Linked DNA regions of Mus musculus: region 1 is linked to region 2. Evidence: chromatin contacts called from public HiChIP or PLAC-seq data. All regions are on one chromosome and are shown on one strand. Each heading gives the region's core, a stretch centred on a gene start, on an enhancer-like site or on the middle of the called end of the contact. The rest is flanking DNA. Distances are from core to core; before and after follow the strand shown.

What was found. HiChIP or PLAC-seq counts read pairs in DNA pulled down with a chosen protein or histone mark.
Region 1: a contact with region 2 is called in an H3K27ac HiChIP or PLAC-seq map of embryonic stem cells, with 2.9 times the contacts expected there. The contact joins two enhancer-like sites. A contact is called at or near these places in 1 of 484 Hi-C or Micro-C datasets (bone marrow-derived macrophages), 5 of 115 datasets of contacts at active chromatin or transcription factors (embryonic stem cells and large pre-B cells) and 3 of 9 other capture datasets (adipose tissue, embryonic stem cells and liver).

The regions. Positions count from the first base shown.
Region 1 is chr7:29,538,405-29,542,789 of GRCm38.p6, reverse strand. No RefSeq gene overlaps it. Among named protein-coding and RNA genes, the nearest start is that of Gm38982, 15 kb to the left of the region's middle. Within about 2 kb of position 1,384, at least 4 of the 459 cell types and tissues checked have an H3K27ac peak or open chromatin away from gene starts, as enhancers often do. A contact at or near this core is called in embryonic stem cells, where this site is marked.
Region 2 is chr7:29,340,775-29,345,336 of GRCm38.p6, reverse strand. The region is part of intron 16 of Sipa1l3 (signal-induced proliferation-associated 1 like 3); the gene reads left to right. Among named protein-coding and RNA genes, the nearest start is that of Dpf1, 35 kb to the right of the region's middle. Within about 2 kb of position 2,781, at least 65 of the 459 cell types and tissues checked have an H3K27ac peak or open chromatin away from gene starts, as enhancers often do. A contact at or near this core is called in embryonic stem cells, where this site is marked.

The DNA.
Region 1 (4,385 bases), core at 135-2,634, 200 kb before region 2:
GCCAGATCTACACATACACTGTCTCAAAACAACAGCCACAAAGATTTTATGTGTGTGTTTCACCGCCACATAACATCTGTGCACAATGTGTGCAGTGCCTGTGGAGGCCAAAAGAGGGTAACAACTCCCTTCAAACTGGAGTTATAGATGGTTAGGAGCTGTCATATGGGTTCTGGGAACTAAAAGGCAGCAGGCTTTCTTAACTGTTTCTTAACTCTTAGCTCTCTGTGAATCATAAAATAGAATATGTATTGTGACCCAAAACCTTGCCTTGTCGCGGTTCTGTTTTTTTCTAGAATTTGACAGACTCCATCAGACCCTTTCATTCGTTGCTTTGTGTAGTAGATGTTGGGGTTCAGGAATTCACCCCACAAACCATACAAACATGGATCTCAGTTAAGCAAGAATAGTTTATTGAATGCACAACCCAAGACTTATTGATCGCAGCCACCAAAAAAAAAACCCAAAAACCTGGGAGCATAATTGTGGTACCAGTCTGTTCTTATCGCAGGCTTTTTTATAGGAAAAGCCAAGTTCAGAAGTTCAGAAGGCAAGGCTGACTAGACAAAGAATTATCAACTAGCTTTTAGGCTGATTGGTCCTGCATGAGGAAAGGAGTGGTGGATGGGTGGTGAACAGGGGAGTCTCGGAGCACTGGGGTGACTGAGCCTGAGAATTACAACCACAGAGCTATGCCCTTTTAGGAGAAGTTGTCAGTGTCATCTGTGCGTAATTCCCTGAGAACCTGAACTGAATTTCATCTTCTGAGCAAAATGGAGACTGAATACAAAATGGCTGCAGTTATGTTCAAAGGAGCTGGCCTCCACAGTAGCTGAGGGAGGGAGCCTATAGCCCGTTTCCCACAATCCCTTAACTGCTACTTTCCAGTTAGGATCCACCAGAGGGGGAGACTCTGGTGAGAAATTAGAAAAGCAGGAAGAAGAAGACGTAGTCTGCCTGGTTCTGACAGTAGAGACCAGTCTGGCCACCCCATCAGCACCAGGAATGGGTATAATGGGTTTCAGGAGTCCCGGTAGGTCCAGCTCTGCCTCCGGCAATTCTACACCAACAGTGGGTGGGCACTAGCATGAAGCTGCTGATCCACCAAGCTTGCCTCCTGGGGTCCACAAGGCTCACACCTCCAGTTTTGTTTCTCTTACCCTACTCCCTCTCCTTCCCTCCCTCCCTCCCTCTCCTTTTCCCTCTCTCCCTCTCCCTCCTCTCCCTCCTCTCTCTTCTCTCTCTCTCTCTCTCTCTCTCTCTCTCTCTCTCTCTCTCTCTCTCTCTCTCTCTCTCTCTGAGACAGGGTTTCTCTGTGTAGGCCCGGCTGTCCTGGAACTCGCTTTGTACACCAGGCTGACCTTGAATGTGCAGAGACCTGCCTGCCTCCGCCTCCAGAGTGCTGGAACAAAGGGCGTGCAGCACCACGCCCAACTCTCCTAGCCTCCTCTTGTGTTTATAACCATTTTCCTATTTTAAACATTAACTGGGAGCTGGGGAGACAGCTCAGTAGGTAAAAACACTTTCCATGGCAGCCTGATGACCTAACTTGAATTCCTGGAACCTGTGTTTTGAAAAAAACAAAAAACAAAAAAAAAACCCCCGGATACCGTGGTAGGCATCCGTAAGCCCAGTACTTCTACAATGAGATGTGAAGACAGAAGCACTGGCCACTCTGGTGACAACGCAGTGCAGTGACAAGAATAACAAGACTGCCTAGGCCAGGTAGAAGTGAAAAAACAGCTCCTCAAAGTTGTTCTCTCTCTCTCTCTCTCTCTCTCTCTCTCTATCTCTCACACACACACACACACACACACACACACCATGGTATACACATGACCCCACCACCACACAATTAAAAAGCATCTGATTGAACTATCTAAAGTATCTGTCTTTAAAAATATTTATTTAGTGTGTGTGTTTTTTGCCTTCATGTGTGCAGTGCCAAAAAAAGCCAGAAGGTGGCGTCAGATCACTTAGAATTGGAGTTGCAGTTTGAGACTCCGTGTGGGTGCTAGGAACCAAATTAGAGGCCTCTGCAAGAGCGGCGGGTGTTCCTGAGCACTGGGCCGTCTTACCAGCCCTGGACATTGGTTTTCTTGCGTGAATTCAGGCCTTGGCAAGATTCTTGATCGGCTTCCCTTTCATTGGCTTTCTTTCTTCCCTGTAGGGAAGCATGGTTGTCAGGCTTCAAGTGTTCATTTTAACAGTGGTCTCAAATCTTTTAAAATTCCACATTGAAGCCGGGCATGGTGGCGCACGCCTTTAATCCCAGCACTTGGGAGGCAGAGGCAGGCGGATTTCTGAATTCCAGGCCAGCCTGGTCTACAAAGTGAGTTCCAGGACAGCCAGGGCTACACAGAGAAACCCTGTCTCAGAAAAAAAAAAAATTGCACATTGAAGCAATAAAACCTTTAATCATTTATACCAATATATGCATGACTATTTGCAAATTATATACTTGTTTTGCTTTTACAATACATCTATTAAATATGACTAACTGGATGCTGGAGAGAGACCTCAACAGGTAAGAGCATAGCTAGTGTTTTCTATTTGTTTTGTTTTTTGTTTTCCTTTTTCTTTTTGTTTTGGCAAAGGGTTTCTCTGTGTAACAGCCCTTGGCCATCCTGGAACTCCCTCTGTAGACTAGGCTAGAATCAAACTCAGAGATCTGCCTGCCTCTGCCTCCCCGGTGCTGGGACTAAAGATGGGTGCCACCACATCTGTCGAGCACATGCTATTTCTGAAGAGAAGCTGAATTCTGTTGCCAGCAGCTGCATGCCAACAGCCACCTGCAATTCCAGCTCTGGGGAGTCTGAAGCTCCCCGACTTCCGCAGGTACCGCGCTCACACATGGTGCACATAAATACATAAAGGTAAAAAGACATGTACATGTCAAAACCTTCTGAAAATTAGTAACATAGGAGCTAGAGATGTGCAGCTCAGGGCTAGGATGGATGCTTTCCATGACAACAGCATGGGCTCAGTTCTCAGAGCTAGCATGCATACCTAAACTTTTTTATGTTTGTTACAATTTTACTAATGCCTTTTAAATGTTTTTTTTATCTCTGTGTGTGTGATGTGCGTCTTCGGCAACAATGTCTTATGAGGTGTCTTCTGGCCTCAAATTCCTTGTGTAGCCAAGAATAACTTTTTTGAGTTCCTTTTCCTCAAGTAATGGGATTGCAGCACCGTTAGGGTCCTTGTTTAGAGACAGAATCTGGCTATATTACCCTGGCCAACCTTGAACTCACTATTACCCTGGCCGGCTTTGAACTCACTATGTAATCCTGGCCTTGAACTCACTATGTTACCTTGGCTGGTTTTGAACTATGTAACCCTGGCCAGCCTTGAATTTGTGGAAATCCTACTGCCTTTGCCTCACAAGTGATAGGATTATAAGTGTGAGCAACCTCGCACAGTGAGTATTTAATTCTGTTTTGATAGAACATTTACTGCCTGTAGAGTGTTCAGTTAAGACATTTGTTTAAGGTGCCACTGAAGACCACAGGATCCATTCATTAAAACCACTAGAAACAGAAGAATGAGATGTGACTGTTTAGTCACTGTTATAAAGCAGGTGACAGAGGACTCACCACCTTTGAAACACATACCTGGTTAGAGGGAGTTATAATGCATTAAACTGGTGAAGAGGAAGCCAAGACGGGTTTATATATCTTCTCATGGGAGAAGGGGTGGGGGCAAGGATAGTAGATTAGAAGTCAGAGTTAGAGAAATATGGACAGATCAGCAGTTGGAATTTAGACCTAGGACAAGTGGCTGAGGTGCCTATTTAACATACCAAAGCGGACCTGGCCTCCAGGTTCTCCCAGCATCCCTCAGCCCCTACCTGTTACAGGGCATGGCTGACACACCCTGTCCTCTACCCTGAACTTTCCTGGGCTTCTTCTCCCCAAGAGGCTCCTCACTATATAACCCAGACATTTTGGTTTTCTCCCTCTCTCTTCTCCTCCCCCTTCTCACATCTCCTCCCCCCACCCCCACCCCGGTGCATGCTTTTTCTCTCTCTGCTCCCTGCTTTTCTGTCTCCTGGTCTGTGTGGCTACTTCCCTTGACTGCCTAAGAGCTGCCCCACCCCCACCCCCACAATAGACCTGCCTTTATATACTTTAATTTGGCTTGAATTGGTTCATTTCATTGGTGGAGAATACATATCAATAGCTCCTAGGTGGACAGTGTTCCAAGTGCTGGGGCCATGGAACAGATGGGGTCCCCACATTCATCGGAACTGGTGTATCTACGGGATAGATACTCAGGTGGCTCTTAACCTGGGGTGACTTAGGATGTTTTCATTGCAACGATAGGGTTAAAACAGTATATATTCAGGAAGCCAGTAAGGTGGCTCAGTAAGCAAACCTCTTGCT
Region 2 (4,562 bases), core at 1,532-4,031:
TAACTCAGGAGATCAGGCTGGACTCAAACTTGTGGTAATCCTCCTGCCTCTGCCTCTGAGATGCTAGAAGTATACCTAGTTGCCACCACACAGTGTTAGAAATGAGATGATTTTAAGAAACATCTCGCTGGCGAGATGGCTCAGCGGGTAAGAGCACTAACTGCTCTTCTGAAGGTCCTGAGTTCAAATCCCAGCAACCACATGGTGGATCACAGCCACCCATAATGAAATCTGATGTCCTCTTCTGGTGCATCTGAAGACAGCTACAGTGTACTTATTTATAATAATAAATATTCGTACATAAAATAAATAAATAAAATCTCTTAAAAAAAGAAAAAAAGAAACATTCAGCCAGTTGTAGTGATCCATCCCCATCATCTCATCCCAGCACAGGGAAGAGCTGAGGCAGGAGGGTCTGTGGCAAGGACATGAGTCTCACACACGCACACACACACGACACACACGACCCACACAATACACACGTAGATACACCACTCACACACTACATACATATACACCATAAACACACACACACCACAGACATACATACCACAACCACACACACATACACACACCACAGACCTACACACCACATACATACACACACACAGACACCACATACATATACACCACACACACACACACACCACACATACCACAGACATACACATACACACACCACACAACACACACGTAGACACACCACCCACACACTACATACATATACACCATAAACACACACACCACAGACATACATACCACAACCACACACACATACACACACCACACACCACAGACCTACACACCACACACACACACCACACATACCACAGACATGCACACACAACACACACATAGACACACACACATGACACACAACACACACGTAGACACACCGCCCACACACTACATACATACACACCACAAACACACATACACGACACACACCACAGACCTACACACCACATACATACACACACACACACACACCACATACATATACACCACACACATACACACCACACATACCACAGACATACCACATATACACACACACATAAGACACCACACACACACCACAGACATACACACCACACACACACACCACAGACCTACACACTGCAACCACACGCATGTGTGAGTGAAGGTGGTGTTCCAGTCAGTGCAGCAAGTTGGTGGTGTTGTCCCACTGCACTGAAGCCCTCAGCAGCTACTGTCGTGGGTATGGTCCTTGAGAATGTCAGACAGCGTGGTACTTGAACCCAGCACCCAGACACGGGTGAGGCTCTTGTCTGCACAGTCCTGTTCACGAGAACCCTGTGCCCTGTCTGCACCTGCCCAGCACTTGCCATTTATTCATGAGCAGGTGCATGTGTGCCAGGCCCAGTGTTGGCTGGCCCCAGGAAGACAACAGGCAGATGGTAGCAAAGTCATGGATGAGCCGCAGCAGCAGGCATCCTCAGAGGAGGCTGGCCAATGTCTTCAGTCTGCAGTTTCATTACGTGTATTACGTTGTATTTTGTGTGTGTGAGGGTGGGTATAGGGGGTGTTGCTGGGAATCAAAGCCAGGGCCATGCACAGTCTAAGCCCCACAGCTCTGGCTGTGGACGTTGACCTAAAAACAAACTAAACAATCCAGACCTGGTGGCACAGGTGCTACTAACCCCAGCGCTTCGGAGGCTGATCCAGAATTGTCACTTCTGGGCCCGCTGAGGCTACAGAAGGAGACTTGCCTCAAATCTGAAGGGCAGAAGAGAAAGATGGGGTTGTAGAGAGGTTTCTCACAAGTAGGAGATGAGGGTACAAAGGGTGGGACCCGGGTAAGAGGGTTGAGCTTCATGTCACTGAGCACAGGCCCGAGGGGCCAGCGAGGTCACTCAGGCACTCCATTACTGAGTGTGAATTTGATCCCAAGGGCTAAAGAAAGCCAGGGAAGGTCTCAGCGGGAGGAGATGGGAGGATGTGTGCAGCTTCCAATTGTGTGTCAGCGTACATGGCGTACCACGCGTGAAAACGTCAGCGGGTGGCGTGATGAAGTCAGGCTTTCTTACACCTTTACGTGGGTTACAGGAATCAAACTCAGGTCACAGCTGGGCGGCGGTGGCTCACGCCTTTAATCCCAGCACTTGGGAGGCAGAGGCAGGCGGATTTCTGAGTTTGAGGCCAGCCTGGTCTACAGAGTGAGTTCCAGGACAGCCAGGGCTACACAGAGAAACCCTGTCTCGAAAAAACCAAAAAAAGAAAAAAGAAAAAAATGGTCTATGGGGTAAAACAGGAGGTGGAGTCCCAGGAAGGGTGAGGCTAAGTCACTCAGAGATGGCACAGGCCTGGAGCAAATGTCCAGGGGGTGAGGTGAGCTCTTGCTAGTTGCTGTAAGTGAGGAGCACTGGCCACTCTGGCTGGAGGGGATCTCAGACCAGACCAGACCAGACCAGACCAGACCAGACCAGCTCAGCTTTCCTCGGCAGTGCTGTTCTAGATACCCCCGTGCTCCAGGGAACAGAGTCCAGTCCTCCTTCATGGGGCTGACATTCTGCTGCAGAGAGGAAACAGATGGACAGACAGACAACAACCAAGTGAGACACAGATGGCAATCAAGGCTCAGGAGGGAAATAGGCAGGCAGTGTCTTGATTGGCAGCCAGACAGCTAAGACTATTGTACCTCGCCGGCCTGCTCGCAGTACTCTGGGAATGTCTGGTGGCCGGGAGACTGAGGTGGATCCCCAAGGGAAGCGTGGCAGGAGGTGTGAGTAGCAGGGTGGCAAGAGGGCTGCTCTAGCAGGCTCACTGCTGTGGTTAGAGCTAGCATCTGGTCCTGGAGGGTGTGAGAGCCAGCGAAGGTGCCTGAGCCCCTAATCTGGCAAACATTTTTCTAAAATATCACTCTGGGGGCAGCCTGTAATCACAGCACTCAGAGACAAGAAGAATGTGAGCGGGAGGCCGGCCTGGGCTAGACAATGAGATCGGTCTTTAATTTTAGAGGAAAGGTGGGGCACTGTAGTCTTCTCTGAAAGAAGCAGGCTGTTTAGGGAAGGCAGGACAGAGAGCAGAATTTGAAAACTGCCAGGAAGAGATGAGCTGGCCATGCCCAGAAAGGCCCCATCCTCTTGCCTGGCCCCAGCTCTTTTCTTCAAAGCCCACAGAGCCTGTATCTGCTTGTGCAGGTCCGTGACTGCAGCTACTTCACAGATATTAGCCCACCCCACCCACCCCAGACATTCGTCATGGGAGCCCAGCAGCCAAGCTCCCTGCCAGGTGCTGGCACCCGTCGTGGGCACCTGAAAGGCCCAGCAAGCCCAGGCACATAACTACCTGGCCCCTAAGCAGTACACATGCCAAAATCTTTCAGTTTCCAGAGCAATTTGTCAGTCAGCTAAGGGGATCTGAGACTCTGTTCCACGTGGAGCTGACGCAGCTGGGCGTTCCCAGCAGGGAGGAAGCACGTGGCTCTGCTTCCCGGGCTGCGCTAGCAGTCTCCGAGTCTGTCTGGGGATCCATCTCGGGCACAGCCCTCAAAGGTAATCTGGGGGTCTGCTGGGGCCCACCCTGCCTGTGTCGGAAGACTGGAACCACACATGATAGATCTGTCAGCAAGGGGGAAAAAACCCAGACTATTTTCCTAGAATGCTAGGGGTTGAGGGAGTGCCTGAGGTCTGTGGGCAGAGGGGCAGTTCAAAGGCCCTGCGGTAGAAACATTCCCGGGTATTTGAGGGATAGCCTTGTGTAACTGCTAGAAAAGACAGGCAAGTGGAGAAACTGAGGACACAGGAGGTGGCAGATGGAGTGGGACCTATGGGGGTCTCTGCCTGTCTGCATGAGCCAACACCACAAGGAGTTCTGGAGTGTCGCACATTTCCACAGGGTCCTTGTGGCTGTGGGGAGAACACGGAAGGCAGGTAACCCTGGAAGAGACAGTGGTGGCGATGCTGACGGGTGGCACTTGGTGGAGGTGACAAGCAGTGATGGTCGTAAGATCCAGGTGAAGCCCATCATTCCAGACGCTCGGGTCACAGCAGGCACAGAGGAGGATGGGGGCAAGATGGGAGCGAGCCAGGTGGCCTGCAGCCTGCCCCCCAGCCCCGCCCCAGCTATGTGGGCATGGCATTACTGCCTGACTGCCTTACACTGAACTCCTTCAGGCCCTTGGTCTCTGAGGCCCAACTTCCCTTCCATTAGATGGGACAATAATGGGTGGCCCGGCTGGACAGTGTTCCATACTTGTTAATCCTAGCACTCAGGAGGGAGAGGCAAGAGGGTTAGGAGGTCAAGGTCATCTTCAGCTACACAGCAAGCTGGAGGCCAGCCTGGGATACATGAGTTCCTGTCTCTAAAACTTTGGTGATAACAGTAACATAGCTGTGGTCCAACGAAGGTCATGTGGACATAGTGAAGCCGCCGCTGCTGTGCTTAGTCTCTGTCTATTGTGCCTTTCTCCTGCCGGCGATCTTGTTGAGTACGGAAGAAAGCTTGAGGCTGCTCGATCCCATGCATCACCATAAGGGAGCTATCTAGGCTCTCCCAGCCCTAGTGCCCCCACCTGAAATACAGCATCGGCAGCTCCT